Regions from separate parts of the Mus musculus genome. Here region 1 is linked to region 2. A link is a contact called in public promoter capture Hi-C data. All regions are on one chromosome and are shown on one strand. Each heading gives the region's core, a stretch centred on a gene start, on an enhancer-like site or on the middle of the called end of the contact. The rest is flanking DNA. Distances are from core to core; before and after follow the strand shown.

Evidence for each region. Promoter capture Hi-C pulls out the DNA fragments that hold promoters and counts their contacts.
Region 1: a contact with region 2 is called in a promoter capture Hi-C map of liver. The contact joins two enhancer-like sites. A contact is called at or near these places in 9 of 39 promoter capture datasets (cranial neural crest, embryonic stem cells, frontonasal cranial neural crest and 5 more), 6 of 484 Hi-C or Micro-C datasets (all in liver), 3 of 115 datasets of contacts at active chromatin or transcription factors (CD8 T cells, embryonic stem cells and liver) and 3 of 9 other capture datasets (adipose tissue, liver and pancreatic islet).

The regions. Positions count from the first base shown.
Region 1 is chr3:79,378,313-79,381,012 of GRCm38.p6, forward strand. All of the region lies in intron 1 of Gm17359 (predicted gene, 17359), which reads left to right. Among named protein-coding and RNA genes, the nearest start is that of Gm17359, 34 kb to the left of the region's middle. Within about 2 kb of position 1,294, at least 9 of the 459 cell types and tissues checked have an H3K27ac peak or open chromatin away from gene starts, as enhancers often do. A contact at or near this core is called in liver, where this site is marked.
Region 2 is chr3:79,339,672-79,342,388 of GRCm38.p6, forward strand. It overlaps a transcript of Gm17359 not described here. Among named protein-coding and RNA genes, the nearest start is that of Gm17359, 4.3 kb to the right of the region's middle. Within about 2 kb of position 1,285, at least 5 of the 459 cell types and tissues checked have an H3K27ac peak or open chromatin away from gene starts, as enhancers often do. A contact at or near this core is called in liver, where this site is marked.

The DNA of each region.
Region 1 (2,700 bases), core at 44-2,543, 39 kb after region 2:
GGATAAACAACCACAGACCGTAAGGCATTGGCTCAGATTTTAGTTAATGATTGAGGATAGGAGGGAAACAAGGTGGAAGAGGATAAAGATTAAGTATTAGATCAACACTGAACTTGTTTTAAAAGGTGGATAAAATATCTAGGAGGGGAAAAAGTTGGAATGATGTTAGGGTACGAAGATTTTAGAGATTAATAAATCTATGGAAGCTTATGGTTAAGTTAAAAGGAAAAGGGACTAACGATGGGAGAGAGAAGCAAAGCTTTAAGAATAAGGGGAGAGTGTATGAGATGCTACCGAACAGTGCAGGGAAGTGCTTTATGGTGGCCATACAAGTTTACATCCTCAGCAGCAGCCGCTCCAGCATCTGTGGTTATCTGTGGTTTCCTTACTCAGCCATTCTGACTGGGATGAGATGGAATCTAGAAGCTGTTTTCATCTGTGCTGCCCTGAAGGCTAAGAACATTAAACACCTTTCAAATATTATTGCTCGTTTGTGTTTTTTTTTGACAACTGTTCATTCTGTTTATTAGTCCATTTATTGATTGGATTTTCTTTCTTTCTATTGGATTTAGCTTTTGCAGTTCTAGAAAGCAATACACACACACGGGTGTCTAAGGTGTAGTTAGCAAAGATGTTCATTGTTGTTTCTGATTTCTATGGCTGTTTCTTCACTCTGGTAATTATTTCCTTTGTTATGTGGAAGCATCTTAATTTCATGTAATCTTGTTTGTTAATTCTTGTGCTATTGGAGACCTTTTCAGGTTTACATTAACGTCTTTAATCCACTTTGAATTGATTTTTGTGCAGGGAGAGAGACAAACGTAATTTCATTCTACAAGTAGATCAAGTAGATGCAGCTGAGAGTACTTTTTTTTTTTAAATCTGTTTCTGTCTCTGTGCGTATGTGTGTGTGAGTGTGCATATGTGTGTGTGCATATGGGTAAGTGCTGGTTATGGTTGTCACTGTGCACATACAGAAGTCAGAGGAGAACTTCAGGTGTCCACCTGGTTGGAGACAGGCTCTCTTGTTTGACACTGTGCATCCAGGCTAGCTGGCCCAAGATCATCCGGGGATTATCTTGTCTCTGCCTGTCATCTCGCCACTAGAGTGCTGTGCTTACAGACACAGGAACTACGTCTGGCTTTATGTGTCTCTGGGAGATCTGAACTTAAATGCTTGCATCTGCGTGAGTGCGTACTCACTGAGCAGTCTCCCCAGTCCTGGAACACACTTTCTAGTCTCGTCTCACTCGGTCCAGCTATGACCTCACCTGTGCTCCCCGGACTGAATTGTGGGATGTGGGAGCTGGTGGTGCTTCCTTCAGCCCTCGAGCTGACGCAGCCACACAACCACACAGCTCACAGGTGGACTCACAAGTAGGTGAATTCACAGCGTGAAACTCAGCGAGCGCTCTGAGCTAAGCAAGATGTCTTCTGAAAGCATTCCTTCTATCATTAACATTTTGGTATGTTTAAGAAACCATGTGAGAAAGATGTTTGATAAACAAAGCGCCTCAGGGAAAATTGCAAAACAAATTTTCTAACACTGGTTTTTGGTACAGTATGAATCTCAGAATCCAATTAATTAAAAAACATACTAAAGTCTCTAAATTGAGCTACTCTTAAGTTCCCATTTCTACATGCACCAAAGCGTAGGGATCTATATTCCAAATTCTTGGTTCCTCTTTGGCATTCCTAGGATTATTTACGGTCACTGTGGTGTCCTCTGTGTTCTAGCAGAGAGCCACACTGGAGAAATCGCAACTGGCAGTCAATGTTTAACTGGTACTCCACCTGGACATTCCATTCTGTTTCAAGCTTTGTTCTTCAATAATTGATTAGAGGAGACACGAAGGAGGTAGCTTTGTCTTGTCCAGTGGTGTTTTCAGTGATTTTATGCAGAAAGACAAGAAATGCTGTTAGGGTTACAGAAACACAAACCCAGGAAAAAGAGAAAGTGGGGGGCAAGATGACAAATTGTAAAAGAATGTTATTGTTTGGGGGAACCAAACAAACAGGGTTATGATGCAAGAAGAGTAAGTATGAACTTTGCACATGGAGCTAGTTATCAATCCAAGTGGAAAGGTAGGTAAGGATGATGTCATTGGTGTGGAGACAGTGGATGACTGTAAACTCGAGATCTGCACAGAAAGTGACATGCTCGTGACAAAGCTGAAAATGATGGCAGTCTGGGCTTGCCAAGAGACTGTCTTTGATTGGACCCAATTTATTTAATGTGGTGTGTGTGTGTGTGTGTGTGTGTGTGTGTGTGTGTGTGTGGTGTCAGATGTCAGAGGACAACTTGGAGTCAGTTCTTCCCTTCTACCATGCAGATTCTGGGGCCTGAAGACACTGCACCCTGTGCTATCTCCCTGGCCCTGCATGATTATACTTCAGCCCACAGGGTGGACCAAGCATGACAGAACATATCTGTAACCCTAGTGCTTGGGATGCTGAGGCAGAAGAATAACAGTTTAAAGATGTCCTAGACTATATAGCTGACCCTGGGTCATTAAATAAAAAAGGGAATGACAACATTGTACGAAGCCTGAGAATCATATTATATGTATCCTGTGGGCCTTCCAATACATGAAAAGCAAGGGTGGGGTGTGAGGGAAGAGAGAGGGGAATGAAAGAGACAGAGACACAGAGAAACAGAATCAGAGAGGGGAGGAGAGGGGGAGAAAAAGAGACAGGAGG
Region 2 (2,717 bases), core at 35-2,534:
GCTTTCTGATTTTAATTTAAATTAATGTGGAAATTGAGCTACATAGACTGAGAGGGAATAGCAATCCTATATCACAGTCCTATTTCACCCAAATTTGAGCCAAATGAGGAGGAGGGAGATGGCTACAGACCCTCTCCTGACACAGTCTTGCAGACTTAAAGATGACAAAATGTAAGCAATGGTCAGTTTACGTTTGCATTTGTCATACATATTTTCTTTCAGGAAAGCATGGTTGGCAGCAGCAAGAGGCAATAACAGGGTTAAAACTTATTGAGTACATACTGTGTCCAGAATATAGATAACCATTTTATACACATCTCATTTATTCTACAGATTGCCATACCCCCCCCCCAAAAAAAGCACTTTGCCAATATTATACATAAGACTTATGGCTTGAAGCCAAGCCTGTAAGTATTCAGTTTACTTTTTTTTATATATATAAATCCAGAACACTTTTATGAGATGTAACAATGTTTGATAATAAAAAAGTGTAAGGAAATTCATGGTATGGTGACAGAACTGTCCTCTCAGCACTTGGGAGGTAGAAGTAGGAAACTTTTGACTTCAAGGTCAGTCTCTGCATACATAGGGAGTCCGAGGATAAATGGGGCACAGCGAGCCATTATCTCACATACCTAGAGTGTATGGAAAGTGATGGATGTGTGTGGCTGAGTGCCAGAGCATGTACAGAGCATGTTCAAGGCCCTGGGTTCCATTTCTACTCTGTATTAGAAATTATGGGAGGGCAAAAAGTAGCTGACATGAATTGCCCTTTAGAATGATATTTACTAAGAGAGTGTGCTTCATGACCACGGGCTGTTTTGTGATTGGATCTTGAAGTGAGACAGCCTTAGAAGAAACAGCACCGGACCATAGACACAGTTTAACTCAATAAGTTCAATGGGGTCACAAAGAGAGCAGGAGCCTTCCCTTCAGATCCCAAAGAACACCACCATTAGGAGAGAGAACGTTATGAGGGTCTGAAGGAAAGATCCTTCAAATCCCTGAACAAAGGTGGTTTCTACTCTTACAGGGATCTAAGGGGTGGCAGATCACGTGACAGCATGTGCCAGGAGGCAGGCACTCGGTAGGACTGTAGTTCAAAGTTGCCTTGTTCCTGATCAGCAAGTAGGGCTGGGGGAAGACTGGGCTTGCTTTTCCCATGGTCTCAGTCACAGCAGCAGCAGGCACCTGTCAGGTCTTCGTCCTAAGGGACAGACTGCATGCAGGCTTGGATGAGCTGACTTTAGCAGGGGGTGTGTCTGTGATCTAACACTACCCAGAAAAGTAATAAGTAAAGAACCTTTGACCCATGAGCCACAAAACTCCCCAGATTGCAAACTGTACTGAGCCCTCTTGCCCCTCTCCTCCACCCCTCCTCCCTTTCCACTTTCCTTTCTCGTTCCCTTTCTTTCTCCTTCCTCCTTCCCTTTTCTTCTTTTTTCCTACTTTCTTTTTGACCCTTGTCCTTCACTTCCTTTCCACTTCCCTTTTCCCTCCCTGGCTTTTCCTGTTAATGCTGGAGATCAAATTCAGAGACCCTTATGCTAAGATCCTGTCTTAATTTCATTCCTTGTTATTGTAACAAAATACTCTGACAAAAGCTACTTCAGGAAGGATTTATTTTGCTCACAATTTCAGGCTACTGTCCATCACTGAGGGGAAGATAAGACAGTAGGAACTTGCAGTGGCAATACATTAACCACACAGTCAAGAGCAGAAAGCAATGAATTCATGTATGCTAGAATTTAGCTTGTTTTCTCCACTCTTATGCAGTTCAGAATCCCCTACCTAGAGGATAGTGCCACAGTGGGTAGGTTCTTCTTTGCTCAATATTGCAATAAAAATAATCACTCACAGATATATCCACAGGCCAATCTAATCTAGATAACCCACCATTGTAACTGTCTTCTCATGTACTTCTAGATTGTATCAAATTGACAATTAACACAGATCATCACAATCTCTATAATTAAGATATAAATTGTTATATAACTATAGTAAATTTGACCTAAATTTACCTATATAGATATTTCTTGTTGTACTTCAGTATTACTAAATTTTCTGATTATAAAAATATATAGCTTCATTCTTTTCTAAACATTAAAATTAGATGTCTTTACAGAGACACTGTGTTGGACTCTACAGTTGTATCTGTTGAAGTGATTATGAGCTCTGAAGTAATTATTAAATTATCAAAGCAAGGGAGTGAGAAGATTTCATTCCTGCTGGGCAGCAAACCTTGAGTCGGTATTGATTCATTGACAACAGTGATTTCTTTCATAGAAATGAGCCCAGAAGCTAACAGAGGTCATCTTTGGTTCCCTACAATGAGCTCAGTAGCTGTCATAATATTTTATGACAAGTTTATAAACATTTTTAACAGCTCTCTTAACCTGCTGTGCAGCATATACAAATCCATATTTAATTGATGTTATCACTTTATCGCTGGTACTGTTACTTTGTTGGTTGGCTTTCTCTTCATGTCTTTGTTTTCTCAATCTTATTCAAGCAAGCTGGAAAGCAGACGTCGATCACATTCACCCCCACCTCTCTGTATGTGGCTCCACACACTCCTTCTCTTCCTGTCACTCCACACTTGGATCAGGTACTTCCCTTTCCTGGGCCATATTGATTCGGGAAAGTGGGGGCTCCTTGAGTACAATAGAGGCTTTCCCTCTCAGCTCAGGTGAGCATAACTTGAGGTGCAGGGGTCT